Regions from separate parts of the Mus musculus genome. Here regions 2, 3, 4, 5, 6 and 7 are each linked to region 1. A link is a contact called in public Micro-C and promoter capture Hi-C data. All regions are on one chromosome and are shown on one strand. The core of a region is the stretch at or near the end of the contact, and the rest is flanking DNA. Distances in the headings are between cores, read along the strand shown.

Region 1 (4,416 bases), core at 1,386-3,885:
ACTGACTCCTGTCAGCATCTCACCTTACACCCAAAGCATGTTTGGATTCCAGTTTCCTCTCAAGTTGGGTTGCTTTAGAGGGGAAGCCACAGACTCCCCAACATCTAGGCTGGATGCAGGCTTAGTTTAGAATCAGTAGTTTTAGGGACACATAATTCAAACCTTCTCCTTCCTCTTGCATCTGTGAGGTCCAAAGTGGAGAGGTCTCTGAGTGTGCCAAAAGCAGGGTATAAATAGTCCAACCTCACCCTCTCCTTATTAGCTTCATTTTGCATAGCAGAGGGGTGGGCACACAGTAGGTACTGCCATCTAAGGCAGCAGTTCCAACCTAGGCGTCGGGACAGCTTTGGTAGTGAATGACCCTTTCACAGGAGAGGCTGTCAGAAAACAGAGATTACTATTCATAACAGTAGCAAAATTACAGTTATGAAGTAGCATTGACATAGTTTATGGTTAGGGTCACCACAATATGAACTATATTAATGGGTCAAAGCATTAGGAAGGTTGAGAACCACTGATCTATGAGACGGTGGTTGTACATGAGATTTTTCTTGAGGAAAAAGAAATTTAGCCCTTTGCTCTGTGAAGATATCTGAGGAACAAGGGAAGGCTGGCTAGGGCCTGAGGCATGGCCCTGGAAATCTCTTACTTCAGTTCTGGGCCTACCATCCAGGAGTGCAGAACCTCAGCACCACTGCAGACTACTGGTGTGGAAGTCTATTTTACACGTGAGGTAGGTTGGCTTCTTTGCTTTTAGAACGGAGGAAACTGAGTGTCAGAGACTGTTGTTCATCCAGGAACACCCAGTAGGCACCATGGGCAGAGAGTGCATCCGCACACACCAGGCCATGTTACCCACCTGGGCCCGGCGGACGTTAAGAAAGCGGGAGCCACCCTGGTGGCAGCTCAAGTAACTATACAAATTGCCACGGGCTTCAAGGGCTGCCAAAGGCGCGACTTCGGATTTGGAGGCTCTGGGAGAACTCCAGAAATCCCAGTAGAAGGTTCTGTGCCACTAACTCCCCAGAAAGTTGCTCTGGGGCACCCCACAAGGTAGCCTTAAGCGGAGGGCTGGAGGTAGCACTGGGCGCGTGGTCCCGGACCGCAGAGTAGGGGGTCTCCTTGCTGCGCCTCTCGACGCTGCCACACGCGGGTGGGCAGCGCGCCACCCCGCCCCCGGCCCCGCCCCCTGCGCCCGCCCCGCCCCGCCGCGCGCCCTCCCGCCCGCCCGCGCGCCGGGGCCCGGAGCCGCCTCATTGGCTGCGCGCCGTCACCTGACGCTCTGTTATTTCCTGTGTGTTGGGAGAATGGAGAGAAAAAACCCGGAGCCGAGCCGCCTTCGGCCCCTGCGAGGCGGCCACGGCCTCAGCCGGGGGAGCCCTCCCTGAGGCGCGCCGGAGCGGGGAGTGAGCCAGCGAGCGCGCGGGCCGGAGCGAGCCTCTAGGGGCCGCGGCCCCGGCCCGCCCCGCCGTCGGCCTGGGCGTCCGCGCTGGAGGCGGTGGAGGCACCCCCACCCCCACCCCGCGCCGCGCCGCCGCCCCCTCCCCTCCCAGCGCCGGCGGAGGCCGAGGGACGGGCCGGGGGGCTCCTGCAGGTAACCGCCGCCCGGCCTGAGGAGAAAGGGCAGCCCGAGGGGCCGGGACCGGGCCGCGCCGCTCAGGCTGGCTGCTGGGAGCACAGGTCGTGGCCCGGCCCGCCCTGCAAGTGCTGAGCCTCGGGAGTCGCGGAGCGGGCTGAGGGGACCGGCGTGGGCTGCCGAGGGGTCAACGGCCAGGACCGGCGTCAGGGCAGAGCGGCCGGAGGCTCTGGGGCTGCGGGCGGAGATACCTGGTCGTTGCGGCCTGAGGTGCTGAGGGGTCCACGTTCTTGGCAGCCCCGCGGGGACCGGCGTTGCTGGCCTCTTGGCCGGGGGCTGGGGGCGAGGCACCCGTGAAGGGCCGGGCTTGGAGCGGGCCGGGGAGGGGCCGGCTGGGGCTGGCGGAGCAGCCGCGCGAACACCTGAGGCCATGTGGATGCGGCTGCCTGTCGCCTGCCGGCGGCCCAGAGCAGGTACCCGGCGGCGGGGCGCGAGCTAGGGGCGCAGGATGCACTTCCTGTGTGGGGCGCTCTCCCCTCCCCCGCCGCGGTGAGCAGGGCAGGGCGCAGGGTCCCGCGGAGTCCACGAAGGAGCTCTTTCTCGCGGGTAGGGGATGGGAAGGCGAGGCTCTGAGTCTCTCTTCCTCATTCTCACGGAAAAGTGGTGGCTTATAGAAGAGTTTGCTATCCGGCCTGCGGCGGGAGGTGGGATGTCTTGAGTGCGCCGGGATGGGAGTGGAATTTAGTGTGTGTGTGTGTGTGTGTGTTGGGGGGGGGCAGTGGAGCTGCGGATTCCTCCACGGTTTGTGGGTGCGGACACCAGTTTTGCTTGCCTGCCTGTATTCAACTCCTTTGGGGACGAATCAGAATTAGGGGTTTCTACCCGAGCTCTGCGTTCTCCCTCCAGAGATTAGATGACTCTGGTAAATGCTATAAAAATGGATGGAATTTTTGAGCTATTATCTAACAGGCTGATCTTTGAATGATAATTGGACCCTTATGTTAACAGCCTTAGTGAAGAGTTTTATAAAAGATTTTACATGGGGTGGCATTGGCAGCTGGGGAAACGGCACTAAATTCTGATCTAGGAGGCCTGGAATGCACTTCCAGCTTGGCCACCAAATAAACTGTAGCCCTGGGCAAGTTACCTACCCTCTCATGCCTCAATTACACTTCTGTTAAAGACTCCCTTGCAGGCCAGACATTTCGAAGGTTTATTTGAGTTTGGTTTGGTGGTTCTTCCACTCCGGTTTTGTGCTCGCTCTCATTTTGATCATAGGAACTTTACTGAGAGATGTAAGATGCGCCTCACTGGCTTGAGAAGTAACTTGGTCAGGGTAGTTTGTGCTCAATTCCCAGTGCTTTTCTGTGCTTCTGAAGAGAAAACGCACACTATTAATAGCAGTCTAGCTTATGTTGAATGCACATTATTATGCTTTTTTTTTTTCCTTTGTGATAAGAGTTTTCCGAAAAAGCACTGGCTAATTGGGAAATATGGATGCGATGATTGGGTCTGTTTTTGTTGGAAGCCCTTTCCACGTGGGGAAGGGATGCTATTTCAAGATCTTTTAGGTGACTCTTACTTGGCTAACTTCAAATTCCAATTTCAGTCTTGGAGTAGGGATAAAGTAGAATTAGCTATGCGATGTAGTAGGCTTGCAGAATTAATATCCACCTCAGGATGCAGTAAATGGTTTGCATCCCCGGTTTATTCCTAGTGGTAGCAGGGTACTTCCCTGGCAGATGCTGAAGAACCCGTTAGTTTTACTGATTTTCTGGTGTGTGAGGGCCCTGGGCCATATGCTTTTGAATGGTAAGTACTCTTAGACCAACTTGGATTTTGCTCTTGTTTGTGGAAGACTTTGTTTTGTTTTGTTTTTGTTTGTTTTTTTGTTTTTGCTCAATTCCCCATAAAATATAGCTCACTATGGTTTTTTTAGATCATTTTTTAAAAAATTTTGGTCTGTATAGCCTTAATGGTCTTTAAACGTGGATGGCAAAATGGGCTCATAATGTTTATCTTGTGTATGTGTTAAAAGAAGGTTTTCTTTTATATTAGTTAAAATCATGCCTGTCACATAAGGAGACACTTAAGATTATACATATGAGTTATTTGGAATTTTTTATTAGGACTTGAATTATGACCTCATGTTTACTGTATGATTTGAAAAAGTGCCAGTTACTTGAATTAGAAGCACCTCTCACACTCAAGTATGTATTATGCTTGTTTTATGGCTTATGAAAAAATTACTATAAAGCTTTACTGTGGTAGTTTGTGAGTGTGTATGTATGTACGTATGTATATGAGAGATCTTACATAGGTAAGATAGTAGGAGAATTGCCTTTATTAAGTTTTAACTTAGAGAGGAAAGGAAGCTAACATTTACGTTAAAAACAAAAACAATGTATGGACTTAGGCCAAAGAATTCTAAACTGTCCTAAAATGTCTACCCAGTGGACCTAAGAGTTCATTATTCCTTCTCCACAGAATACATAAGCTAGTGAGAGGTGGAGCTTGAATATAACTCTTCTCTCCTAGGTCCCAAAACTTGTTACCAGGTTCCTTTTAACTCAGGGCCTGCTCAAGGGGCAGATTAGTTAGTATGGGTGGCCCTAAAATACTTAGCTTTCTACTGTCATTCTGCTCTACTGGCTCTTTAAAACAAACAAACAAACAAACAAACAAACAACAGCACAACAAGCAATAACAACCAAACTGGTGAATATGAAATTTGGAGCTGGGTGAAATACTGGAAGGTGGTTTCTGTGACCCTTGGGAATTTTCTTAACTTTCAGTTTGTCCTTGCTTGGCCAGTTTTGCTGGTATGCCTAAGATTTAAT
Region 2 (4,416 bases), core at 1,362-3,861, 960 kb after region 1:
TGACTCAGACCATGACCTTGGGTGAATTACTCACCAGCTCTGTGAAGCTTAAAAACAACACCCCCAATAAAAGTGTTCCAGCTCCAAGTCCCATTATGGGGGTGCCACTAGGGAGGAATGGGTACAGTTTAAAAATAGAAAGACAGGGACCACAAGGAAGGTGGTGTGGAAGAGCTGAATGTCTCGGGCTTGTCGATGCTGAGTCCTGAGGAGGTGACAACCTTAGGACCACCAGACAGAAGTGGCACCTGCCTGCTTCCTCCCTCCCCAGGTTCCCAGACACGCCTTAGAATATACATCAGCTGCCCCTGCAGCTGGAGGTGACCTAATTAAAGCTGATTCCTTTCCCTCCAGTGTGTGTGTGTGTGTGTGTGTGTGTGTGTGTGTGTGTATGTGTGTGTGTGTGGGGGGGCTGTCCCAGCCAATACTAAAGATTAATTATTTAAGTGGCTCTTTACTCTCCTGCTCACAAGCCCAGGCAGCCCTGAGGCTCTGGTTATTAAGGCCTCTGGGCTTTCCTGGCATTAGTGGGGGAAGGGAAAGCCAGAAGACCCCGGGTCCCCAGGTCCTAGACAAGCTCCACCTCTCCCTGACCCTGTGAGCTTAAACAAGCCACCTTCCCCTTCTGGGTCCTCTGGAGAGAGGATCATACTGGCCAAAGTCACACAGTGGCCGAGTGGCAAGGTTCAGTGTGGTCTCAGAGTCCCTGGGCTTCCCAGGGTGTTAAGTCACCTTCTGCCTGGTGACTATCATATCTGAGGCAGGGGGATGTGTGCTGGCCACACCCTGGATTTCACTCCCTCACCTTGCTGTGCATTTCCCCCAAGCTGCCTATGCACAAGGCCCTGGGTTCTGGACACCAGGCTTGTGCCTGGTGATTGTGATTGGCTCAATTAGTCCAAGAGCACCCTCTGCTGGGCATCACCTGCACAAGGAGGGGGAACATAGGATGTGGGGCGGTGGGGGGCCACTCTGCCTTTGGATGGGCTGGCAAATATCCTTACTCCCCCATTTATCCATCCCTGTGGGTCCTTGAGGGCCACTAGGGAGCCCCCTCCCTAGCCAATAAGCATCTTCCAACCTTGTCCAGCCATCTTTCTCTAGGCCTGGGACAACTTGGCGTGTCCTCCTGGGACCCTTCGCCACTAGCTTCTGTTTGCACTAGTTTTGTCAAGGTGGGGCTGGAGAGACAAGGATAGGCAAATAGATGTTTTGGGAAAATGCAGTGTGGGGTAAGGACGGGAGGAGACACCCAGAACCTGGGCATTCATGTCCAGAGACCTCTGGGATGGAGTTGAATTTGGGAAAGAGCTCCCCCCAACCCCCACTCCCACCCTCCATCCCCACCTCCTCACTCCCATCCTTCCCAGGGAAAGGCCCTGACTGGATGGCATCTAAGCGAGCCAGTGCCAGGCTGTCGGAGAAGAGGGTGCCCACCTCCTACCAGGCACACTTCCTTCTCCCCTCCCCCAGCCCCAGCGGATGCAGCAGTTCACACTCTGGATTTATTATTGTTCTCAGTCCCGCTCTCCCTCCTCCCTGGGAAGCGCCTGCAGCCTGGCAGCCTGGCAGCCTGGCAGGAACCTGCTGTCTCCTTGTGGGTGCCAGCATGGTCCCTTATCTCCATTCAGTCTCCTTGTGCCAGGGTCAGACCACTTAGGGGCTTGATGCCAGCCAAGGCCAACCTGAGTCCTTGCATCCTACAGCAAGCAAGGGGTGTCCAGCAGCTGGTCTATCACCCCCTGTCCTACAGTGGGTTGCACCTAAGCAGAGGAGGAGGTCAGAGCTAGCCCAGCATGCGGGGGAGAGCAAAGACCCAGTGGGGTGGCATAAAGGCAAAAATAACACAGAGCCATCCCTCCAGCCAGTTGACACAATTATCTCTGCCACACTAGGGAAAAATAGAGTGAGGGAAGACAGCTGCTCTGGGTCCCTCTGCCTGCCCCAGGCGGTTCCTCCCCTCTGCTCTGGCCTCAAAACAGATTCCAGGGACAAAATCCAGCGGTGCTCCGGACTGGCCTTTTAGGGTCTGGAAGGAGTCCCGGCTTTCCCTCACCTAGTTCCCAGACCGGAGGCTGCGGCTTGGCAGGTAGCTGCTGTTACCTGCATCTCAACCCAGACGCGAGTCCCAGACACAGACATTCACACACATTCAGATGCGCGGGAGCCACTCCGCCTCAGCTCTTCTGGAGGGTCAAGGAGAGAGAAGGGAAGGGCGGTGGGCTCTACATCTCCCCCCGCATCCTCTAAGCAGAGCTGGGCTGGCTGATGTAGCGCTGCGACCTTTCCAACCTCAATCCACACATCCTTTCTTGGTACCATCAGCCCTCGGCCCCTGCCTCTGCCACAGTTTCCATCACCGGCTTCCTTCAGGTCCCTTACCTCGCCGTGGCAGCTGGGTCCAGGCACTGTCTCCTGTAGTGGGCAGCACCCGATCTCTCTGGACTGTGGAGCTGGCTCGCAGGGGTCACGTCTGGATAATGCACTCTCCGTGGCGTGTGTGTGTGTGTGTGTGTGTGTGTGTGTGTGTGGTGTGCAGGAGGCACCTCGGGCCCCTCACTCACTCACTCACTCACTCACACACGCCCTCCTGCTGACGTCAGGATGTGCTGGAGGGAGGGACTGGGATGGGAATTTGTACTCCTAGCTTAAAGGGACACTAAGCCATCTCTTCTCTGGCCCAGACACCACCTTGTGAGCCAGGCCAAGTGCTGGGTGAGTGGCTAAGCTGCGTCACTTTGAGCGTTACTGCTTCTTGTTTTGGAAAGTGGCTTTTATTGCTGGGCCAAGGTATAATTTGCTCTACCAGGTCAGGGTAGCTGCTGGGGAGTAAGAGGCAGGAAGAGCTAGAGACAGTGTGCATTCTTGGTGAGCGGGGTGCCAGGGAGTGTTTATGGTCAACGGGAGGGCCTGCAGGGTGGGAGGATGTATTCTGGAGAAAGGAGGCCAGAGAACAGAGGAGACCCTCTGGGAACAAGCCAGGTTCCTAGGGACTCCCAGACATTCCATTCCCTCTGCAGTCTGCAGCTGTGCTGAGCTCTGTCCCCTCAGATCATCTGAGATCTCCATTTGAAGAATGTGCTCAAATCTCTTTGGCACACATTAGGTCTTTGGGAGGGGCTGTGGAATCCAGGGGAAGAGAACTATAAAAGAATAATGAGTGTCTTTCTGTGTATGTTTCTTTCTTACACACACACACACACACACACACACACACACACACACACTCGCACACACATATACAGGGGGCAGTGGTGTCTGTGTGTCTGTGTGTCTGTGTGTACTTGTGGTTTAGGAGGCTTTTAGAAGTAAGGACTGACTCAGCAGATTCAGTCCAAGCAGTTTAGGTCTCTTCAGACAGTAAGACCTCAGCACACTCCCGCCCCCCAAAAAGCCGGGCAGTGGTGACACATGCCTTTAATCCCAGCACTAGGAGGCAGAGGCAGGCAGATTTCTGAGTTCGAGGCCAGCCTGGTCTACAGAGTGAGTTCCAGGACAGCCAGGGCTACACAGAGAAACCCTGTCTCGGAAAAACAAAAACAAAACAAAACAAAAAAGACCTCAGGCAAATCCCTAGGACCCCAGTGCTCCCCAAGAGGACAGTGCTCCCCAAGAGGACAGTGCTCCCCAAGAGGACAGTGCTCCCCAAGAGGACAGGTAAGGCTCAACCGTCTATGAGCTCAGGGCCAGGCTCCAGGAAACCTCTTCAAAGGGCTTCTCTGCCACCCCCCTGTCCCTCCTCAACCTCATCTTAGAGAGACATCTTCCCCAGGTGTCACTTTAGTACTACTGAGTCATGAGGAGGTGCCCTTTGTGCTGGCACAGACCTATAGGTCCCAGCCCTCAAGAGGATGAAACAAATAGATTTCAAGTTTGAGTCTACCTGGCTACCTAGAGAGGCAGTGTCTCAACAAACAAACAAACAAACAAACAGGAAAACAGACATGACAGGAGCTGGAGAGATGACTCAATGATTAAGAGCACTGGCTGCTCTTCCAGAGGGCCCAGGTTCAATTCCTAGCACCCACATGGCGACCCCCCAACTGTCTGTAACTCCAGTTCCAGGGAATCTAGCACTCTCACACAGATATAAATTCAGGCAACACACCAGTGAAACATGAAATAAATATAAGTAGGCAATTTTCAACAATTAGAAAGAAAATTAGACATGATGGGGGTAGACCTGTGATCCCAGCACCGAAGAGGCCAAAGATTGCTGTGAATTTGAGGTCAGCCTAGACTCTATGAGAAGACCCCAGTGTCCTAAAAACAAAACAAATCAAACAAACCAGTGCGCAGTAGTTACGCTGCTTTTCTGGGGAGCCTGCATGGGTCCCAGCTCCCACGTATGGCAAGTCCTAACTGCCTGCCACTCCAGCTCGAGAGGGTTCCAACTCACCTGCACATATGTGGCAC
Region 3 (4,416 bases), core at 1,339-3,838, 830 kb before region 1:
ATATATATATATATATATATTTAATATATGTAAGTACACTGTAGCTGTCTTCAGACACTCCAGAGGATGGCATCAGATTTCGTTATAGATGGTTGTGAGCCACCTTGTGGTTACTGGGATTTGAACTCAGGACCTTTGGAAGAGCAGTCGGCGCTCTTAACCGCTGAGCCATCTCACCATCTCACTTTTTATTCTTAAGGACCTGGCACGGCCAAAGTTACTTCACTGGAGCAATAGGAGTTCACAGATGGTTCTGCCTTGTTTCTGGGACCATTTGTTCATTCACCCACTCACTCATGCATTCATTCATTCGTTCGTTCGTTCATTCGTTCATTCATGCACAGAATCACATGATAATTGCCTTAGCTCCCTTTGGGAACTGTGGCCACAGAGAAGGCCCCCAGGGTTGCATTTTTGGATGGTGACAGAGAGAAAGCTGAGGGATGTGAAAGTGGGGACTTCCATTTTCTGAGCCTGAAGGGGGTCTTGCACCAAGCTTATGGGGCAGGGACTGGGGTACAGACAGGAGGAAACAAAGGCTGTCCGGGTGGCAACGTGACATTGGGTTCAGGGTGCAAAAGGCAAGCTGTGTGCCAGGCTACCGTGCCTGTGGTTGGTCTAGAGAGGACCTCAGAGGAGGGTGTGGGTGCCGATTGACATGCAGAATGCACACAGGTGGCTCGGATGTGAGGTAGCCCAGTCTGTTCCCCAAACCAGTGGCTTCCACTTTCTCAGCTCAATATGCAAAGGTGCCAAGACATCCTTAGTCCTGACATTAGAGTGATGATCCCATGTAACCAACCCACCCCAGAACAATCTAGAGCCTTCTGCTCTAGGAAATAAAGCATCTTTCTCCACCCCCTCCTTCTTCCAAGGAGATAAACCTTCTCCTTGGTCAGGAACTTAGAGACTCAGCTCCCCTCCCCCAGCCCTCCTTCCCCCCCACCCTGCACAGCCCTTTGGTTCTGCCACATGAGCCATGGTCTCCTAGATGAGACCCTCGTTTCTTTTGCACGCTTAAAGAGTGTTAGTTCATCAGCAAACCTGACCTTCAAGTCACTGAAGATAAAGGTTACTGCAGATAAAATTTCCATATTAGCAAAAGAGTCCCCGGGGACTCACGGGAATCCCAAGCCTCCATCCCCCCTGAATATGAGTGGGGATGAGAGCCCCTGAGGAAGAGACATGAAAAACATTGTGCTAAGAAGTCAGAGTTCCTCTCCCAAACTCCCTCACTCCCCCCCCCCCACACACACACAACACATCTCACAAATCGATTGGTTGCACAGGCGAAGAAAAAAATCTCAAAGCCCTACAGCTGAGAGAAGACAAAATAAGGCGTGGTAACAAGGTCCCCCAAATTAAACTACATGGCCAGGAGCAACCAGGGAAAGAAAATGCATGCAGTGGCCAGGGTAGGAGCCTATGGGGACACAGTAGAGGCCAGAGTTCCACGTTTTCCTCCTTGATTCCATCTGCATAACGTGGAAATGGATCCCTTGCCTTAGTCTCCAAACCATTGCCCTAAGCCCACGGGAAGTCTGGCTAGCAGCAGGAGCCGAGACACATGACTTTAACCTTCTGGGGCCTTGGAGGTGGCTGCAAAAGTGTGTGCTGGGGGCAGGGAGGAAGAAAGAGCCAGCGTGGATGGGAACCGCTGGGCGCAACACTGCACAGGCAGAGTGGACAAAAAGCTAAAACTCTAGTCTTTGAATCTGGAGAGCAGGAGAAAACAGGAGCTCTTATTGGTGGTTGTCAAGGAGATGGGCCTTGGGGTTTGCTGAACTTCTTCAGTGTCCTGCCTCCCTCCGGAGCTGAGAGAGGCCATTGAGTGCCCGCCAGGCCTCAAGGCCGAGGGGTCAGGTGTAGACCCCGAGCTGGGGGAGGATCTGGGCTAGGGAGACCGCGACGCCACGGTTCTCCCGCCTCGCTGGGCCTGTCACCCGAGGATCTGGGCTTCGCAGAGCAACAAGAGCCTGGGTAGAGAGAGGTCACTCAATCCGGCCTGGTCGCGCGTCCATTCACTGGGAGAACGGTTCTAGGCGCGACACGCGCCTGTCCAAGACAAACACTCCTATAACCATTGTCCTTCGGGGCAGTACTGAAAAGTTCCTTTGATTTTGTACGCAAATTCTGAAGCTATCGTCCAGAGCTTTCACTGCTGACTAGTGTGTGGCTGTCCCCAGCGGCACTTGGCATCCAGTAGCGGCTCAATAAATTCCTATGTATTGGCTGCGTGCTCTTAGCATCTTCTTCACCATCCCTGGGTGCCTCTGGGCCTTTCTTCACCTCTACTCCCCCAACAGAGTGTGTGCATATCTGAAGGGAAACAGACACCCTGGACCTCGGGGATCAGCACACAAAGAGGGACTGGGGAAGAGCAGCCTGCGGCCCAGTCCAGGCCCCGGGTGACACCCTGTACCGCGACCCCAGCTCTCTCGGCTCCCACCCCCCACCTGCCGCCGGCCCCGGGAGAGGAGGCGGGCCCAGACGCCCGCAGGCCACGCCACCCGACGCCCACTGGACGGCCTCCCGCGGAGCTCCGCCCCCCACGGCCGCGGGCCAATGAGCGCGCGGCTGTCAGCTTGTCCTGCGCGCCGGCTATGTGGCTGGGAGCCGGAGCGGTAGCGGAGCTCGCTGCAGACAGGAGCGCTCGCGGAGCGGTCGCTCCGAGCGTCCCGTGCCCCGCACGCCAGCACCCGGCGCGGCCCGCAGCGAGCATGGGCGCGGCGGCCGTGCGCTGGCACTTGTACCTACTGCTCGCTCTGGGAGCGCGCGGGCGGCTGGTGGGGGGCAGCGGGCTGCCAGGTAAGCGCGAGGACCCAGGGGGATGAGGGCGCGCGGGGTCCTACAGGCTGCCACCCCGCGCCGTCGGAGGCCGCCCAGCGCCGGATCCTGCCTCCTTGCAAAGTAACTTCTGCGATCGCCCGGGGCGCCCGGGGCCGGCGGGGGCGGGGTGGACTGAGGCCCCGGGAGGGGAAGCGGGAGGCCAGAGGAAGAAAGGAAGCGCGACGGCCGCCTGCGGGGCCCGGCATGCGTACGGAGACGGGCGGGGACCCCCGAACCGAGAGCGGCGCTCCCCCGGGGCCAAGGACTGGGCAGCTGCCGCGTAGGAGATACCCGGAGGTGGTCAGAAAGGACGCGCTGAGACTGGAGGGAAGGTGGGAAGATAGAGGGACAGACGGACAGGAGCCGAGGCGTAGTGGGAACAGACAAAAGGGCCCAGGAAGAAGCCCTCAGAAAGACAGCCGCGGGAGGGAAGAGGGGAGAGGAGGCAAGGGAGGGGAGCGAGGAGGCAGTGGACAGCGGAATGGAGAAAGGCAGATCAAAGGACAGAGAGGAGGAGACAGATGGACACCAGACAGAGAGACGGGAGGACTCGGAGGGGCGTCGCCGAGGGAGGGGGCCGAGTGAGAGAGGAAGGATGGAGATGTCTGGGAAGAGATGGACAGATGGACTGTCAGACAGGAGGGGGAGAAAAGACGGACAGACGTAGGGAAGGAGGTGGATGAGAACACGAATAACAGAACAGACATCAGAGAGAGGGGGCCGGAGGCACAGGCACAGCCTTTGGTCCAGGCAGAAGGAACTGCTAGGTGGGGGTGTCCCTCCGTGATCTGAGTTTCCCGGAAGGGGCTTCCGGGCAAAGCTGCACACCGAGTCTCTCTTTTCACATTCTTCCTTGTTCTCCTTGGAGAGGGCGAGGAGGTTCCTGCCTGTCTTGCTCTCCGGAGAGTCCCACAGAGATCCAGTGCTAGGGAGTTTATGCTAGTCCATGCTACTCCATTGGCGCTGAGTTTTCTTCCATGCGCCCATTCCAGAAGCTGGGTCCTGTTGAGGATACTAGACAGTCCGTGGGCATTTCTCCCAGGTGTTGGGGGTCCTCACTTTTGTGGGACTATCCTGTGTACCTCTCCCTTCCTCTCTGTCCCTCCTAGTGTCTATCCTCTTCTGCCTTTCCTTACCCTCTGTGGAAGTCTGGTGACTCTGGAGCCCTAACAGCTGAATAAGAAAACCAGAGTTGAAGTGAGCAGCCTATATCTGAGGGTTGCACAGGGATCTGCAGTCTGGCTCAGCCAGGCTACCTTGCTTCCAGGCCAAGTTTATAGTTTGAAAGGCAGACAGCCCCAGCCACCCCTTCCCAAGTTCTGTGTTCCATCCTATGTAGGTGCGAGATAGAAGGGACCCCAGAACCCCAGGAAACTTCCTGACCCTCACTCTCATTCCCTGACCATTAGGAAGTGGAAAGATGAGCCGCTCTTAGAGGTGTCCCATATGGTCTGGCCATCTCTGGCATCCTACCCTTGAAGTAGTGGGTCCCTCAGTGACCAGCTCTCCAGAGAGCCCCTCCCTCTGGCCTCCCTACTGGCCTTGGCTTGTGCTCTCTGGTTTACTATACTGCTTGGTTCTTGCCTC
Region 4 (4,416 bases), core at 961-3,460, 770 kb after region 1:
CTGTGACTTCCGTGCCAGGCCACAGGAGGACAGAGAAGGCTGCCAGGAACTGAAGAAGGTCCATATCTGAGATTCTGGAGCTAGAGGAATAACCCAAAGATAGGGGCAGGGGGTGAGTTCAGGGAAAACATACCTCCCCAGACATGGCCCAGCCTCCAAATACCAAGCATCCAGCTCTAGGGAGCCCTGAAGATCTAGCCAGGACTAATGACTAGCAGGCACACTAGACAGGCTTATAGGATTGCAGAAGAAAGGAAGAGACACTTTAGCCAGTCTTACAACACTGGATAGGGACTGAGGCTAAAGCTCTAGGTTAGAGTCCTGACTACATCTGCCTTGTTCCTGGGCAAGCACTCCAGTTCTCTAAGCCAGGGAAGGTCTTATAGCTTAATATAGCTTCCTATAAAATCGGGCATAGGAGGTCCCCTTCCTGATGCAGAGCGACAGGTCTGAACAATGTACTATGTCTGGAGAACGGGGCTGACTGGGCATTAAGGTTCTTTTCAAATCCCTGTCCTAGCCTTCTAAGAGGGTATCAGCCAAGGAGTCTCAGGCAGTGAGAAGGTATGTAAGGCTTGTATGGCTTCCCTCCTCCTCCAACTTCTTCTGACATCAGAAAGAAGGGACACAGCATGAGAAGGGAAGCAGGGAAGACTTGGAGACTGTACCCATTCACCCGGGAACTACATGTGCAGCATCTGTCCCTAATTCCAACAACAGCCCAACCATTACTGCTCAAGCAATGTTCCACGCAGTTCTAGAGCTGAGAACACATACCCAGGAAGTATGGCAAACCAAACTCCCTGAACTTGTACCTTATCGCTTGAATGGGTACGAGACAATCAACCAACATACAAGCATAAAAGGATTCGGTTGGTGAAGTTCGAACCAGGGCCCGAGTCTGATCCCCAGTATCATGAGTAAGCTGGGTGCAACGCATGCTTGTGCTCCTAGATCTGAGGAGTTGGGGACTCAACTATTCCTGGAGCTTGCTGGCCAGCTAGTCCAGCTGAATCTAGGAGCTCCAGGTTCAGTAAAAGGTCCTGTCTCAACGAATAGGGAAGAGAACAATTAAAGATACCTGGTATTGATCTCTGTCCTCTGCATACACATACTGAGGTGTACATGGAACACACACACACACACACACACAGTTGGCTCTGTTTTTTTTTTTTTTTTTAAGGATAAGAAGAATTTGGTCAAGTGAAACATTAATATGTGGGGGCTGGGAGTAGTGGCTCATAACTTTAATCCCACCACTTGGGAGGTTGAGGCTGGAGAATGTCCTTAAGTTTGAGAGTAATCTAGGCCTTGTCTAAAATTCCAAAATGGATAGACTAGGGTGGAAAATGACAGTCAACAGAGGCCTCATACTCAGATGAAAGATACCCTGTTTTACTAATGTGGAAACTGGGGGACAAAAAAAAAAAAGTTACTATTCAGAGTCTTACAGCTGTTCCTAGGCTGAGCCAGGAGTCTTACTCTCAGTTCAGTGCACTGTGTCTTGTCTCTAAATAAGCACAGGGCATCTCATATCAAAGCTGGCCACACCCCCACCCAGAATTTGAGATGCTCTGGGAGAGATCCTTAGGAGAACCCCTGCCCCCACGGAGCCGGGACAGCAGAAATCTACAGAACAAAGATTATCCAGGACCGTCCACCTTCCGTCTCATGTTCCAGAACCCAAGCGAACTTGAACCAGGCCACAGCAAAACTTAGGGAAACAAATTTACCAGACAACCTAGGATAACTCAAGCAGGACAAACGTGGGAAAGCAAAGTAGCGGACCGCGGGGGACAGGTCTGGTTTTCATGACTGATACTCTACTCTTCGGCCTCTAAATCTCGCTTCTGTCCCAAGCGTCCCCAGCGCTCTTTCAGACTCGGCAAGCGACTCCGAACTCGTCTTGTAGAGCCTGTGGTAGTGGCCGGGCGGGGGTTTTGGTTCCGCGCCTTGGAGCTTCGGAGGGGCAAGCGAGCCTTTCTAGGTGTCCGAGTCCCGAACCCGTACGCAGTGCGGGGGGCTCCGCACTCCCCTCCCAAGAAGCCTACAGTACAGTCCGGCACCCCCACCACTACCTACCCCGGCCGGCGGTGCAGGGAGAAGGGAGCAGCCCCTTGGCGAGCAGCCGGAAGCACCCAACTCTGGCAAGGCGCGGAACTCTACAGCAACCGGCCAGCAGTGCTAGGAGACCGACAAGCGGCCGGCCCACCTACTGCGCTGCTCCTGACCAATGAGACCGGGCCGCGAACGCCGCGCTCCGCTGACCTCACTTCCGGCCCCGCCCCGCTGTGCTCTGGCGCGTGTCGCTGCAGCTGTCAGCCACGGCGTGGTCCTGGGAGAAGCCGTCGCCCGGCACGCTGATGATCTCGGTTCTGGTGGAGTTGGAGGAAGTTAAGCTACGATGGGGCCCTTACCCTGCTGAAAGCGCGTCAGCAAACCGCGGCCCGAAACCCTTGCTGCCCGGCGCTTTTAGCGTAGTGCCTGATGTCTCATCTGAGTCTATTTTAAACCTCAGCTCGCAAGATCCAAAGAACTTTTTAAGGAACCAGCATAACCTATGGTAGTGCGGAGCACGGGCAACCCCGACTTGTCCATCCAGTTCACTGATTTCTAAACCAGAGTTCTTCCTCTGTTCGTAGACATTCTGTTTTGCTCCGGGGTAGGGATTGAGGGTGTCAGGACAGCTAGATCCGGGGAAGACCGGCGGAGTGGCCAGTTAGGACGCAAAGCCCAGGCTGGGCTGATATACAAACAGGTGCGGGCAGAGTTTTCTGCCAGTAGCCGGCGATGGTAGACGTTAAATGACCATTGCCCACGTGAGTATAGAAAAGGCTTGAGCCAGAGAGGCTGAAGTGGGTTTGATTTTATTCCCCCCTGAGATTTGTACCTCTTCCCATGTCCACTTGAGGTGAAGTGCTTCTCCAAAGTCCAACCACAAGGCTTGGGGCCCTTGATGTTGGGGCCTTCCCAGCTCAGGGGTTCTTCATGTTCTCTATGTACAACTATGAAGCACTTTGCACATGCTCAGGCCCCAACCCTTGGTTTTCTGAGACAGGGTTTCTCTGTATAGCCCTGGCTGTCCTGGAACTCACTCTGTAGACCAGGCTGGCCTTGAACTCAGAAATCCGCCTGCCTCTGCCTCCCAAGTTCTGGGATTAAAGGCGTGTGCCACTACTGCCTGGTGCACATGCTCCTTAAATGCTCTCACTCTCCAGTCTGTCTCCATCATTTGCGGAAACAAGCCAGTGTCCAGCTGTGTAGCTGAGGAACAAGTTCCAGGAAGATGAGCTCAGAGTGAAAGTGCACACAGGAATGTTAATGCATTATTTTATTTCCCAATTCCATTTCCACTGTGGTGTAAAATAGCTCCAGAGAGAGGCTTGATATTGTTTTCCCCCTCAACCATTATGCCCGGAATTTGTCTGCAGGTCTCATTGTTTTCTGTTTCTGGGCCTTTATGTCCTGAGGCTCAGCCTCTGATGTGAGCCTGGGAAACAGACACACCTCCGAGGCAGCTGGCGTGAATCATGAGAGGAGAATAAAAGAGAAACAGAGCTGAAGGGGGAGGGGAGGGATATCACAGAACCCCAGAAGGGTAGCAATGGTCAGAGAAGAGTATGAATACTTCTAATATTGGTGGCACGGACTCCAAAACTGGGACCAGCAGTTGGCATATAACAGAGAACTGTTCCATGAAAAGAGAAGATAGCCAGGGGAGTAGCCAGTAGGGCTAAGAAGTTCTCCTCTGGGGCCGGAGAGATGGCTCAGCAGTTAAGAGCACTGACTGCTCTTCCAAAAGTCCTGAGTTCAAATCCCACAACCACATGGTGGCTCACAACCATTCGTAATGAGATCTGATGCCCTCTTCTGGTGCATCTGAAGACAGCTACAGTGTACTTAGATAATAAATAAATCTTGAGGCTGGAGCAAGCCAGGCCCACCAGAGTGGGCAACCTTCATTCCCAGCCACCACATGATGGCTCACAACCATCAATACAGCTACAGTGTACTCATGTACATAAAAATAATAAAATCTTTTTAAAAAGGAAGTTCTTGGGCTGGAGAGATGGCTCAGTGGTTAAGAGCACTGACAGCTCTTCCAGAGGTCCTGAGTTCAAATCCCACAGCCACATGGTGGCTCACAACCATCCATAATGAGATCTGACACCCTCTTCTGGGGTGTCTGAAGACAGCTACAGTATACTTACATATAATAAATAATAAATAAATAAATAAACTAGGATTGAAAAAAAAAGGAAGTTCTCCTACACACACACACACACACACACCAGCACTATAATATTCTCAGCTTCCTAAGTGCTGGGATATACAGACATGTGCTGTCATGACTGGTCTCAACCTAGGCCTTTTTAGGGACTTACCAACCACTACTGCTCCTTACTTGGGCTGAGT
Region 5 (4,416 bases), core at 959-3,458, 750 kb after region 1:
CCCCTTGTCCCGTCGTACCACGCCCCCCGCCCCTCCAGTAACCTGCTCAGGAGAACAGAGGGTTCAGGGGACACTTCCAACTAGCCCGGTGTCCTTAGCTTTGTTCAACTGGTTCTTCTTGTCTTTTAAGGTCAATGGCTATCTCCTTGGTGTGATCTTTCTGGTAAACTAGCCTTCAAGGAAGCTTTCCCACCTCTGACTTGCACTTGCTGCCCTAGGCACATACAAAACCCCAGGTGGTCCTAAAATTTTCCGTGAGACTTAGCAATCTATAAGGTTAATATTAACCGCTAAGATGATTTAATAGACTGAAAACGCAGACAAATAAAGATCATTATAAAATGTAAGTACAAAAAAAAAAAAAAAAAAAAAAAGACCAAGATGAATTTTCTCTTGTACCTGCTGGCAGGCAGTTTTAGACATCCTTACTGACTAGGGAACCCTGGGTATGCTAATGAACAGCGCTGGGCTTCAGTCCCAACAACGGTGAGGGGAGATGGCCAGTCTGACATCCATCTTTATCTGACAGGGCTGTGATAAGTATTGGGAACCTGTGTGAGTGCTTAACACTTTTATCTTGTACCTGGGTGCTCAAAACACTTTAGCCACTCCCACGTTCCAAGGAGTAACCCCTCCCATTCGTTAACCTATCTTAGTGTTTAGCGATCCTTGGTGGAAGAATCTGTGGTTAAAAGTGGAACTTCCAATACACGGGCTTGTCACACTGTCTGGATGACCAAAATGAGAAGTAAGGGCGAACCCTAAGGGAAAAATGCTACAAAATGCTACAAAAGCAAAACAGGCACCTGGCCAACACCTTCTTTAAACAACTGTTGTCACTCCTTTCTCCACGAGAGAACCTTCTACCTGCTTCTTCGCCTGCGAAGCGAGGATGTGGCCATCACATCTGCCTGCAAGGTTCTAGATTCTAGGTGTAGTAACATTCCATAAACTGAGTCACTGCCTAGGAGTTCTGGACTCTCTAAAGTAAGTGACCTTAAACGACACCTCCGGCAAAACTGAGCGATACCCAATTCAGCGGGATTGAATAAATGAACTAACGCAAAGTATTTGGGACTGAGAACTTCAGAAGAGCCCTGACTACTGAGAATGACTTAATTACTAGCCTATTTTTCTTAAAGGTGGAGTGGAAAGAAACTAATAGTGGCTCAGAAACAGAAAGAACTGGGCTTTGTTAACCAGCATGATGACCGCGGGCAAGTCTGGGACCCTCTCCAAACCTTCCTTCCCGTGGCTGAAAAGTGAGAGAATTTTAAGAGAGGTTCCCTGGGCTCCTACCAGTTCTTCCACTTCGCTGTTAAGGCCGCCGAAACAAAGGCCACCAGCTCCCTAGTCTGTACCCGAGGGGCCACAACTCAAAATTCTTGCTGCTCAACTCCCTTTGCAGTGCGACAGCAGGAGCGCCCGGGTCTCCATCCAAGGCCGCCGCACTCTGCGGTCTCTGTCCACTCCATCAGTAACTTGCTTTTTGCAGCTGTTGCCCAAAGTTTTCCAGAGCGCCCGCAGACCCGGCTGTCAGTCAATCCCGAAAAGAGCGGGGGCGTGGGGGAGCCGAGCCCGGGAGCGCAGTCCGGGAAATCCCGAAGCCGCTCCAGTGGCCAGGCAGGGAGTGACAGGTGCGACGCGGGACGCCGGCGAAGACCGGACAAACCAGAGCGCGTGTGGGCGCGCGAGGGAGGCAGCCGCCTCGCTTTCTCCTCTGGCGGCACTCGCGACGCCCCCAGCCCCGCTTCGGGCCCCGCGGCGCCCACGACTCCTCAGCCACCGGGAGCCCTGCGTCACGACCCGGGCTCAGACTCTGGAGCCAGAAGAACTGGGAACCTCCCGGGCAGCCCGGCCCCCGCGGGTTCCTTCCCGCGCACGCCGGGGCGATCGCGGGGTGGGCGCACGCGCACCCGCGAGCGCCGCCGTAACCCCTTCCTCCCCGCGCGCCCCCCGCACTCCCACCCAGCCGCCGCCACTCACCGTCGATGTCCCCGAGAGTCAGCTCATCGCCCAGCTCCGTGAGGGTCTCCATGGTCTCCAGAACGCCCAGCTCGCTGCTCTCATCCATCGCCCAGCTTGGCGCAGAGTCCCCCGTGAGGTCCAGCTCAGGGAGACGCGGAGGCGGTACCGCCGCCACCGCCCATGACACCCGACAGCCCCCACCTGGTACCGCCTCACCGCCCCGTGCCAACCGCCGCCATGTTTGAGCTGCGCCCCGACTCCACGGAAGGGGCGGGGCAGAATTCCCCCGCCCCGGGCCGCGCCCACTGCAGCCCCGCCCCGAGCCTCCGCACCCCCAAGTTTGTTGTCAATGGGACCAGGCTTGCATTAGCCAATCGGCGCGCGAAGCGGCTCATGGGGTGATGGTGCGTCATCGATCAGCAGCTCAGATTTGCATAGCGGGACTCCGCCCCTCACGGCATCCAAGCGCCAGCGGAGAGTAGCCGCCGGGTCCTCGTCCCAGCCTTCTTCTGGCTTAAAGGAGCCGCTACTTTTCCGTTGGATCAGCTCCAGGAGCAACTTTGTCGAGAGCCCGGAAATAGAAGGGTTAACGCACCGCTGTCCGGCGCTACCTTCTACCACCGCCCCCTTTACTCTAGGAGCACATTACGTCATCTCCCCAGTTGCCTCTTCCCTCCCCCTAGCTCTGGGTAGAATCATAGTACCCTAACATTCTGGGATAGGCTATCCAGACCCTAAGTCACACTTATCCCATCCGAGACTTAACAGGGTCTTGAGATCACCTGAGTATTGTGAACATTTTACAACTGGCCCTCAATTTTGGGAAACCTCGATCATTCTAAGGCCTTCAGACAAGGTCATTTGTTCAATGGTCTCTCCAGGTGAGGCCCCACTCCTGCAGTCACCTCACTGCATCATCTTACAGGTAGTCGGTCACACTGCACACAAAGGTGCACGCTTCCAAGAACTTATCCGAAGAAACAAAAAGATTAGTGTTCCGAGGAATGCTATTAAGTACATGTATTCAAAGACATTCATCACAAAGTTCTCTAACGGGAAAACAGTAACACAGTAAGGCATCAGGTACATAAATTACCTCCAAACAGTAGAATATCAGGGCATCGTTAAAAAAAAGAAATGCTGGAATGGACATCTGAGAAAGGACCTAAGTGTATACTGAGAGGAAGAAGGTTTTCATGGCATACATAGGAAGAGCTTCTTGTGAGTCTGAGGCAGTTGTTCTTAGGGGGTCAGAGCTGAAGGCTCTGTGGGGAGACCTGCATATCCAATAAGCCACTTCCTGCTCCTGGGCTGGCTAAGCAACTGTTTGCTGATAAGCCTGGTTTGTCATCTTTAAAACAGCACAAGACCACAGTTGTCATTGTCACATTTATTTGATTTCCGTGGCAAGCAAACAGCTCTTAACTTCTGGGATGAAGTGTTCCAGCAGGCTCTGAGGGGGAAAGGGTCTCCAGTGAAGGTATTGCAGCTCTGAGAGGGAAAAAGATCCTGGCAATCAGGCGCCTGGGAATACCCACAAAGTCACATCACAACAAGTCTCACAGGAGAGATTTACTGGGAGAGGCGCCTCTGCTGGGGGACAAGAAATAGCAAAGAACTGAGCAAGAGACAGGGTTTCTAGGTGGGGTTGGGGAAGCTGTCCAGAGTGGCCTGAATTTTTTTTGTGTGTGTGAAACCTTGCCTCAAAAAAACAAAACAAAATCAAATCACTAAACAACAAAAACAAAACAAAACACACACACACACACACACAAGACAGACTAGCCAAGGAAAAGTAAAGATAAGATGAGACTAACAAGGGGCTGGATATCACGACTCTGGCCTGGGGCCAGCAAGATGGTTCAGTGCGGTGCTTTTGGCTAAGCCTGCTGACCTGAAATCAACCCCTGGGACTCACATAGGTGGAGAGACCTGATTCTCAGAAGTTCTCTGACCTTCATGTGTGTGCTTAGCAACTGGCCTGGGAAAGGACAAAAGGAGGCTCATTAGAAATGGTAAGGTGGGTGGGGGGAGGTGCTAGAGAGATGGCTCAGTTGGTTAAGCACTGACTGCTCTTCTAGAGGTCCTGAGTTCAATTCCCACCAACCACATGGTGGCTCACAACCATCTGTAACAGGATCTGATGCCCTCTTCTGGTGTGTCTGAAGACAGCTACAGTGTACTCATATAAATAAAATAAGTATATCTTTAAAAAAAAAAGAAATTGTAACAGGATGGCCACCACACTGGTCCCACACCTCAGCAAAAAAGACATCTCCCTCCAGCTTTGTCCACATAACTGAATGTCCCTTCAGCTGGCACCTAGCTCCCACTGGGATGACAGCTTGTCACACTGTACAAGCTACTCCTCAGGAGCTAGGTTGTTATTCGAAGAGACTGTGCTAAGTGACTGTTACATCCAGATACCTACCATGGATTGGTACATCG
Region 6 (4,416 bases), core at 1,189-3,688, 700 kb before region 1:
CTTAAAAACTCGTCCTGAGAAAGGCCAGGGACTGGACTACTCTATGATCCTGAACTGTTAATAAAGTTTTTTTTTTGTTTGTTTGTTTGTTTGTTTTTTTAGCTTAAACCTTTGTCTGAGCAGTCTTCTCTGGCAGATATCCCAAAACGCAATAACCTGGGAATGAGAACAGACTAGAACCAGCAGCATTCAAAAATCATAGTCCAAGCCTGGCTGTGGTGGCACAGGCCTTTAATCCCAGAATTTAAGAGGCAGAAGCAGGCAGATCTCTGAGTTAGAGGCTGGTCTAGTCTTCAGAGAAAGTTCCAGGATGACCAAGGCTACACAGAGAAACCCTGTTTCAAAAAAGCCAGATAGATAGATAGATAGATAGATAGATAGGCCGACCGACTGACTGATAAATAAATACCATAGTCTAGTCAAGTGTAGTGGCTCACAACTTGATTCCCAACACTTGGGAGGCAGAGGCAAATGGATCTCTTGTGAGTTCCAGGCCAACTTGCTCTACATAGTGAGTTTCAAGACAGCTAGGGCTATATAGTGAGACACTGCCAGGGTAAAAAAAAAAAAAAAAAAAAAAAAAAAAAAAGTCCAAAGTGCCTTAAGCCTGAATAAAGTCTGAATACAAATCGATTCAATTTGCTAGGTAAAACTGAGGGAGGTTTTTCTAGGATCCAGAAAGAGGCCGCTGCTGTTTCCTAGCCCATGGTGGCCCCCTGCCCTTGGGGTGGAGGCAAACAGCCAACACTAGGCTATCTAACTAGAGCACCAGGGTTAGTGATACTTGCCAGTCACCAGGGACAGGGATGGAATCTTCTAAAATTGTGCTTTATTCATAGAGTCAGCAATCGGAGAAGGCAGCATTAGATCCTTAAAGGGGGCTGGAGAGGTTGCTCAGTGGTTAAGGGCACTGGCTGCTCTCACAGAGTACTGGGATTCAGTTCCTAGCATCCATATCTGTTCTCAAACATCCATAACTCCAGTTCCAGGTGATCTAGAACACCCAGAACTTCTCCTAACCTCTGCTGTTGTAAGGTAATTCCACCAGAGAATACACACAGACTCTCTGAAAGCTGAAGAGAGTCTGTGTTGCTGGCTGGAAGCTGCTTGGCGAACTTCCCAAAATCACCCAGCCCCGTCCTCACAGTTTCTCTCTCTTATGCAAGGATATTCAAACCATCACATACATCTATTGAAAAAAATTTTAAACTACCCTCTATCTCATCTCCATCTAGCAAATTATATGATGAAATGATCCATGCAGTCATTGATTGATTGTTGAGGGCTTGTGGGTATATGAGTCCATGCATACAGGGAGGGAGTGTGCCATGTGCAAGTGGAGGCTAAAAGAAGATATTGGGTATCCTCATCTGCCTTTCTCTGCTTAATTTCTTGAGACAGAGTCTTTCTCTGAATTTAGGGCTCTCTTTTCCTCGATAGACAGGAAGCAAGAAAGCGGCTGGAGGTGGTAACTTATGCCTTTAATCCCAACACTTGGGAGGCAGAGGCAAGCTGATCTCTGCACTTGTGGAATAACCCTTTTGATGGCACACCAAGTTATCACAACCTTTGAATTCAACAAGGCATTCCAAGGACTGAGAAGGCTCCTCCAATCCCTAGAAAGATCTGTCCACCTTTGAGATATAACTAGGATCCCCACACGCTGGTGTCTCCCAATGCTTGACAGGTGGAGGGAGGAAGGGTTCAAGGCCAGCCTTCGAAACAAAGTGAGTTTCTTGGTCAGATTAGTCTGAGCTGAATGTGACCCTGTGGCAATATGATGATGATAACCAAGCCCTAGCAAATGGCTCAGTGGTAAAGCATTTGCCATGCAATCTTAATGACTTGCGTTTGATAAAAATGGAAAGAGAACAGACTCTACAATGTTTTGTTCTTTGCTTTCCACAAGTGCGCTGTGACACACACACAAACACACACACACACACACACACCAAAACAAAATAAAACAAAACAAGTCTGGGAAAATGGCTTAGTAGTTAACTGCTCTTGCAGATGACCCGGTTTGGATCCCAGCACCCCATGTGTAATTCCAGTTCCAAGGGACCTGACGCAGTCTCCTAACCTTCATGAGCCATATATGCACTTACATACACACTCATACACGTAAAATAAAAGCACTCACACACGTAAAATAAAAAAATAAAAATTTTAAACTAAAATTAAAAAAAAAATTCAGGCGAAACAAGATTGCAACCAGCGCAAGGGGGAGCACCTTCTGCCTCTTCCCGACCCCCTCCCCATCTCAGCTTCACCGGCTCCTTGAGGACAATCTCTCCTGATTCTGACTCTCTGGGGCTTCTAAGCAGCGTTCCCAGAATCCCTCGCGGCAGTCCTGGGATGAATGGAGAAGACACGCCCCCAGCGCGCGTGCGCACTCTTGGAACCTCGCAACCCAGGACGCAGGCGCGTGCGCGCCGTCCGCTTAAATCCTGCGGTGGGCGGCGCCGTGCTCTTCCGAGCACTATGGAGATCCAGTCCGGGCCGCAGCCTGGCAGTCCCGGCCGCGCCGAGAGGCTGAACGCGCGGCTGCTGGACGAGTTCGTGTCGCTGCACGGCCCTACGCTGCGCGCCTCGGGAGTCCCAGAGCGACTATGGGGCCGCCTTCTGCACAAGCTGGAGCACGAGGTACGAGATGGCACGGGCTGCGGGCAGGCTATGCGGTCGAGTGGGGAGCACAGCTCAGCAGCTCTGAAGGGGAGCCACTTATAAGTTCAGGAGCAGGATGTACCTGGGAGTCAGAAGGGTACAGGCCGAGAGATGCGCCTGTGCCGCCATCCTGCAGGGTTATGGGCCCGCCGAGGATGCGCAGGGACCTGCAAACCGGCATGCGCTTGGCTCGCAGCATCCCAACGCCTCGGTTGATATATTAAGAGTAGAACTCGCGACTCCACTTACGGATGAGGAAACTGAGGCTCCGGCGGATGCAGGAGCTCCTGTTAGATTCAAGCTACACCGGCATCATTTCAGTCAGCTCTGTGCAGCTCTGCTTAGTCCGTAGAACTCTGTGGAGTTGTTTCCCACGGCGTGAGTAGCAGGTCTCCCTTTGTACACTAAAGAGAATGGAGGCCCTGAGACATGGAGACGACGCTAAGAGAGGGTTTAGAAGGTCTCCCCCATCTTTTGAGAGAATGGCTCCATCCTTCACCTGAGCTAGGCTTCCACGGGGTGCCCGGCTTCTTCCGTCGGAGAACAGGGTTTGGGTGATGAAGACAGCAGCTGCTAGGCTGGGCGGAGGGTCTTTTGCGAAGCAAGAGCTTGGTTTTTCACAGGACACCACCTCCTATCTGAGACCCACTAAGCCTTCAGGTGACTGGGAGAGTCCAAAAGCTAGGATTCCCCGGTGCCTCTCAATGGGGTAGGCTTACCCTCTTTGATCTAGTTCCACACTGTGTATGGGCCAGATATTTCCTGGTTAAGCCTATACGTAGGGCTGTACTGCAGCTCACTATAGCATGCTGGCGGTTGGGAGGCGCCTCAATCCTTAGCCCTGTGGGACAGTAAAAGAGGAGGAGCCAGCCTTGTGCTAGTGTTACATTGTTGATGGTCCTGGGCAATACCGTGAGGTTATAACTGGCCGTCAGCCCCAGGGCAAGCAGCTGTAGTGACCGGTTTGGTAGGTGGAGTATTAAGTGATTTCTCTACTTCAGTCTGATTATCAGATATTACTACATCATTGGTCGAGGCTCATCTGTCAGTGGCACCTCCTTACAGAGGGTTACTTACTCCCTGTCACTAAGTTCTCTGCTCACGTGGTGTTGGGCCCTCCTCCGCACTGCTACTTTCTGCAGACTTGCCTTGATCTCAGGCCAGTGCTGAGGTAGAACTGGACCCCCATTTATTAGTGACGATAAGAGGGTACCCAAGATGCTGCAAGGGCTGGGCTTCTTTGTTTGTTTGTTTGTTTGTTTGTTTTTGGAATGCCCTGGGACCCCACTCAGGGGCACTCTCCCTGGTCAGGTGACTCCCCACCTAAGCTGTCTGATTTGGAAAGCAGGCATGGAGAAACACCAGCACCTGGCTCCCTGAGGGGGTGCAGAAGATAATGACAGGCCACTGCACTCCACCAGTGTCCTGTCCCTTCTCACTTGGGCTGCTGTGGCCTAGTCAGGGATACCCATTTTTTTTTTTTCCCCAGGCCCTCCTGAGCCATTCCAGACAAAGCTGAGTCACCACAGTGAGACCTGCCACAAGGCCCAGAGGGAATGCTCAGCAGGACTGCATCCCTGCCTGTAGAGAGCCACCCTCCCCCACCAAGCAGGCAATCAGCTCTGGTTCCTTACCTCAGAGGGCTCCACAGAAAAGACTGGGGGTGTTTTCACACTCCCTCCCACTTTCAGGAACATCCACTGGGGTCACCTCCCTAGGGGTTTACAGCTTGACAGGTGGGGGTTGGTC
Region 7 (4,416 bases), core at 702-3,201, 670 kb before region 1:
CCTTTATTTCGGTCTCTTCTAGAAGACATGTAACATCCTAAGCTTCACCCTGTCACCAGCTTGCTCAGGGTCCTTGGGGTGTTCCAGGAAGGAAGGACAGAACACCAAGACCTCCCTGGAAAACTCCACCCAGGGTTGTGACTATCAGTTCAGGGACCACTCAGCTGCTTCCTCTAGGGGAGGAGGAGATGGCTACCTTTTCATTTCCAGAGAGCATCTTGGACAGAAGAATAAGGACTAGACAGAGGAGAGTATGGTAGTAGGCCTTCTCGATGGTCACCACCCCAGGGCCTCAGTAAAGGAGCCAAGCCTTACTCAAAGGCACTCACTCACTCAGTCAAACCTTCATGTACTCCCCACAGCAGCCACAGGGCAGGGGTCAGCCACCTCTCTTTGATCCACAGTCCCCAGAAAGGGTTTATTGCTAGTGTCACCTTCCAGGTAAAGAAACTGATATGGGGCTGGAGAGATGGCTCAGGGGTTAAGAGCACTGACTGCTCTTCCAGATGTCCTGAGTTCAAATCCCAGCAACCATACAGTGGCTCACAACCATCTGTAATGAGATCGGATGCCCTCTTCTGGTGTTTGAAGACAGCTACAGTGTACTTACATATAATAAATAAATAAATCTTTAAAAAAAAAAGAAGGAAAGAAAGGAAAGAAAGAAAGAAAGAAAGAAAGAAACTGATGGGGAAACTGTAGAACATTCCAGGTTGGTATCTCTACATCCACAATGACACTCGGCCACTCTCGGTCACCTTCCCTTGGGATACAATGCCCTGGGCAAGGATCAGGTCCACAGGCTGTCTCTCTTCTCAGTGTCTGATGGACACAGGCCAACAGCATCGCCCTCTCCATACTTAGCACCATCACTCCATAGAGCTTCGGGCCCCACCTCTTAGTAGGACAGCCAGAAAGGATGCCTGAGCCCTCCTTCTCCTAGGCTGCTATCTGTGAAGCTAGGTCAGAGCCAATGGGCCTGGGGTACCTGTTGCCCTGGGGCTTCCCTAGAGACTATGACCCAGAAACAGAAGGGAGCCGGCCACGCCCTCTTCCGTCCACTGCGTGAAGCTCCTCCCATCCTTGAGCTTTCCTTCCAGCAAAGCCGTTTCTGTCCCGAGGAATTTTAGGACTTTTTGTTTTTAACGAACTTGCAAATCCTCCTTATACCTTTTGCCAGCTTTTCTCATTCTGAAAGTAATCATCGCGCCAGCAACAGGTCAGTTAGGACCGGCAGGAACTGGTCACCATGAGGTCTGGGGTGTGGGGAAATGGCGTGGCGGAGTGGCAACTTTATCAAACAAAACTGGCTTTCAAGGCGCCGCTTGCACAACCCCCTAACAAGGGGAACACAAACAGAAGCCGAAAACTCCGATCAGAGAAAAGCTTAAAAAGCAAGCCTGCTGTCTGTCGGCCTCACCCCTCAGGTACCTACCACTATCAAGAGTTTCTAGACGCTGGCGGGTCTCAGCCCTGAGACGGCCAGGCACACACACGCAGTACCCAAGTTCACAAATCACTACGCAGGAGAAGCGTCCACACCACACATGCAGGCTTTGATCTCAAAGCAGGCTTAGGCAGCTGCCGCTCAAATCCTGGCTCCTGGGCTTTGCATAGTCTCGGTTTCCCACGGATCCCAGAACTCCTCTGCAGGGGAAGCAGGATTCCCAGCAGCCAGAGGCTATCTCCTCTTCCCGCCCAGCTGCCTCCAGCTGCAGCAGCCAACTCCTGCCTCACCGAGGTAGGCACAGGACATTGGCCGCTGTCCCCAAAGGCCAAACACCCTCAGCCTCAGCAGCACATCCTCGGGAGGAGTCCCTCCCGCTTGGACCTGGCCTCAGTTTCCCTTTTGGCTCCCCGCCGTCAGGGTCTCACGTACCCACAGCCCCGCTCACGCAGTCGCTGGTTGTTCCGTGAAGGACACTGCGCACAGAGGTTGGTAGCCGCTGACCCCGCCTCGCCCCGCCCCGCCCTGCGCCGCACCCGGAGGCACCCTGCCTTCCCAGGCCCGCCCTCAACCAGGCACCCCTCTTTTTTTCTCTCCTCATCGTGGGCCTGGACACAGAGGGGAGAGATGCATCGCAGACAGGCAGACAACGAATGCCACAGAGGTGGCACATGTTTGTATTTCACACCGAGACAGGAGGATGACAGTGAGCTCGCAGTCAGTCTGAGCTGCGTATTATATTCCCCCCCCCCCCCCCACTGTGCCTGGCTGAATTCTACCTATCATCTTATCCGTATTTTGTGTTTTTTGTTTGTTTGTTTATTTGTTTGTTTGTTTTAATGAGGGACTTGGGATATAGTTCCATTGTGGAGTACTTTCTGTGCACGCAAAGGCCCCTGAGTTTCAATCCCCAGCACTGCCCAAAATAAAGGAAAACAAAACTAACCGCTTTCTGCCTCTTGTGTTAGTAAGGCCCTAGGCGCTATGCCTGGCCACACCCACTTGCTGGCAGCCCTCAACCTCTTCCTGTGAGTCAATTAGAGTAGGCTGGCTGGGCAAGGAGCCCCACCAATCTGCCTGTTTCAACCTCCTGGGCCCTGGGATTATAACTGTGTACTACTATACCCAGGGTTTTAACACAGGTTCTGGAAATGAAACTCAGATCCTGGTGTCTGCAAGGTAAAGGTGAGCATGCGACCCACTAAGGTATCGTCCCAGTCCCGGGCTTCCTGTTCTTAACCAGCAGCACAGCAGCCGAAGGCGGTCTGATTGAGACATCTCTCAGCACACCTCTGCAGCCTTGCCAATCCCTGCGGCAACGGCTCTACATGCCTTGTACGTGCCTACAGCTTTTCAGTCTCTCTGCGCCCCTCTGGCGTACCCTTGTCTGCCTCCTGGATAGGTTTCACGTCCTATTGTGTATTTGCAAAGGATTGACTGTCACCGGGAAGGGGGAGAGGGAGCTGGGGGAGGGGATCTATGGTGGAAATTTAGTCCCCGTTGTGAAGAATCAAGAGGTGAAACCAAGTGGGACCAGGTGGACCTTGAGGTGACTATGTCCCAAGGATTCACGGTGTGGCCCCTATCCATTCACGATTCATTCAGGAATAGATCCATCGGTTATCCTGAGTGTAGGTCTGGTATCAAAGCCAGCCAGTGCAGGTTCTCGGATAGGGCCCCTCTTGTCAGATGAAGCCCTACATCCCTTGGATTCTGTAGAGAGTCTCCACCAGCAAGGAGGCTCTTGTGAGATGCAGCTTCTGACCTTGAACTTTACAACCCTGAGGACGGTAACTTGTACTCTATATAAATGGCCCAGTATGTCATTCAGTGATAGAAACAGAAAACTAACTGAAGCATCTTCCCTCTCAGTGGCTCATTTTGTCTAGGTTGGCTAGTCCTCCTAGAGCTCTTGCCAGAGTCCCTCTGTCCTTCAGATCCTTGGAAGTGGGTTGTGGTCCAGCGGCCTCATGCTGTGTGTTATGACATCAGTATGCAACTGTATACATCTCTGGCGCACTCGACTGTTGTTGCTACTACCTTCTTGCTACAGCCTGTGGATGTAAATTTGGGCTGCAAAGATTTGAAATTTTACAAGCACAGCCTCCTATGTGAGTTTAAACTTAGTCCACTGAGCCAGCAATCAAAGGACCTGACCTTTTTATTTTTTGTTTTACACGTGTGGGTATCTTACCACATATATGTATGCGTACCATGTCTGTGCCTGGTGCCCACAGAGGTCAGAAGAGGGCCTTGGACATCCTAGAACTAAAGTTAAGAGATGGTTGTGAGAGCTGGGCGTGGTGGCGCACACCTTTAATCCCAGCACTTGGGAGGCAGAGGTAGGTGAATTTCTGAGTTCGACATCACCCTGGTCTACAGAGTGAGTTCCAGGACAGCCAGGGCTACACAGAGAAACCCTGTCTCAAAACAAACAAACAAACAAACAAACAAACAAACAAACAAACAGATGGTTGTAAGAATTGAACCCAGCTCCTCTGGAAGAGCAGCTAGTACTCCTAACTGCTGAGCCATTTCTCCAGCTCCCATTTTTGTTTAATCTTTATTTTTGGAGTCTCCTGTATAATCCAGGCTGGCTTTGAACCCATGATCCTGACTTCTCAAGTGCTGGGGATACAGACATGCACCATCATGCCTGGCTTCCACAGCCCTGACAGTGTGGAAGGCCTCATTGTTACTTTTCAGACCTGAATTTTTTTTTTTTTTTAACAGTTTCTCGTCTTTCGTTTCCTCACTTCTCTTTCTGGAATGCCTGTCACTCAAGGCCCTGGACTTCCCGTGTTGCTCTTCTCGCTCTCTGTTCTTGCTTAGTTCTTCTGTTTCCCTTCTTTAGTCCTCCCCCTCCCCCCAGTGGTTTCTTCTGGACTCCACTGAGGGTTTCAATTCTGCCCAGCCGTTTGCTGTCAATCACTGCCCATTTTTATCTCAGAACCCCACTGTCCTACCTC

The links. Promoter capture Hi-C pulls out the DNA fragments that hold promoters and counts their contacts. A called contact is a pair of places that touch in the nucleus more often than the background predicts. Capture Hi-C pulls out chosen DNA fragments and counts their contacts.
Region 2: a promoter capture Hi-C map of liver shows a contact between it and region 1, with 4 times the contacts expected there. The contact joins the promoter of Csdc2 here to the promoter of Tbrg3 in region 1. A contact is called at or near these places in 2 of 39 promoter capture datasets (liver and pre-B cells).
Region 3: a Micro-C map of embryonic stem cells shows a contact between it and region 1, with 3 times the contacts expected there. The contact joins the promoter of Scube1 here to the promoter of Tbrg3 in region 1. A contact is called at or near these places in 1 of 39 promoter capture datasets (hippocampal neurons) and 1 of 484 Hi-C or Micro-C datasets (embryonic stem cells).
Region 4: a contact with region 1 is called in a promoter capture Hi-C map of liver, with 2.5 times the contacts expected there. The contact joins the promoter of Ccdc134 here to the promoter of Tbrg3 in region 1. A contact is called at or near these places in 1 of 484 Hi-C or Micro-C datasets (the G1E-ER4 cell line) and 1 of 9 other capture datasets (liver).
Region 5: a promoter capture Hi-C map of liver shows a contact between it and region 1, with 6 times the contacts expected there. The contact joins the promoter of Srebf2 here to the promoter of Tbrg3 in region 1. A contact is called at or near these places in 5 of 39 promoter capture datasets (erythroid cells, hippocampal neurons, liver and 1 more) and 3 of 115 datasets of contacts at active chromatin or transcription factors (embryonic stem cells, extraembryonic endoderm stem cells and pancreatic cancer cells).
Region 6: a contact with region 1 is called in a promoter capture Hi-C map of liver. The contact joins the promoter of Ttll12 here to the promoter of Tbrg3 in region 1. A contact is called at or near these places in 1 of 39 promoter capture datasets (the C10 cell line), 3 of 115 datasets of contacts at active chromatin or transcription factors (double positive thymocytes, memory CD8 T cells and pancreatic cancer cells) and 1 of 9 other capture datasets (liver).
Region 7: a contact with region 1 is called in a promoter capture Hi-C map of pre-B cells, with 5 times the contacts expected there. The contact joins the promoter of Tspo here to the promoter of Tbrg3 in region 1. A contact is called at or near these places in 11 of 39 promoter capture datasets (the 3T3-L1 cell line, 3T3-L1-derived adipocytes, the C10 cell line and 6 more), 3 of 115 datasets of contacts at active chromatin or transcription factors (bone marrow-derived dendritic cells, fibro-adipogenic progenitors and memory CD8 T cells) and 1 of 9 other capture datasets (adipose tissue).

Annotation. Positions count from the first base shown.
Region 1 is chr15:82,896,680-82,901,095 of GRCm38.p6, reverse strand. Tbrg3 (transforming growth factor beta regulated gene 3) reads left to right here and starts at 2,635. Exons shown (of 1, transcript NR_027799.1): 1 at 2,635-4,416. All of the region lies in intron 1 of Tcf20 (transcription factor 20), which reads left to right. Gm20324 (predicted gene, 20324) reads right to left here and starts at 2,016. Exons shown (of 4, transcript NR_045068.1): 1 at 1,828-2,016; 2 at 24-377.
Region 2 is chr15:81,934,954-81,939,369 of GRCm38.p6, reverse strand. It overlaps Csdc2 (cold shock domain containing C2, RNA binding), which reads right to left and starts at 2,611. Exons shown (of 4, transcript NM_145473.3): 1 at 2,383-2,611.
Region 3 is chr15:83,723,211-83,727,626 of GRCm38.p6, reverse strand. Scube1 (signal peptide, CUB domain, EGF-like 1) reads left to right here and starts at 2,588. Exons shown (of 22, transcript NM_022723.3): 1 at 2,588-2,808. The coding sequence starts at 2,721.
Region 4 is chr15:82,125,716-82,130,131 of GRCm38.p6, reverse strand. It overlaps Ccdc134 (coiled-coil domain containing 134), which reads right to left and starts at 2,210. Exons shown (of 7, transcript NM_172428.2): 1 at 2,083-2,210; 2 at 1-80. The coding sequence starts at 64. It overlaps Mei1 (meiotic double-stranded break formation protein 1), which reads right to left. Exons shown (of 31, transcript NM_028897.3): 31 at 3,318-3,518. The coding sequence ends at 3,473.
Region 5 is chr15:82,145,061-82,149,476 of GRCm38.p6, reverse strand. Srebf2 (sterol regulatory element binding factor 2) reads right to left here and starts at 2,208. Exons shown (of 19, transcript NM_033218.1): 1 at 1,987-2,208. The coding sequence starts at 2,074.
Region 6 is chr15:83,593,179-83,597,594 of GRCm38.p6, reverse strand. Ttll12 (tubulin tyrosine ligase-like family, member 12) reads left to right here and starts at 2,438. Exons shown (of 14, transcript NM_183017.2): 1 at 2,438-2,646. The coding sequence starts at 2,485. Gm52182 (a long non-coding RNA gene) reads right to left here. Exons shown (of 2, transcript XR_003951515.1): 1 at 4,302-4,416; 2 at 2,149-3,258.
Region 7 is chr15:83,561,108-83,565,523 of GRCm38.p6, reverse strand. Tspo (translocator protein) reads right to left here and starts at 1,951. Exons shown (of 4, transcript NM_009775.4): 1 at 1,880-1,951.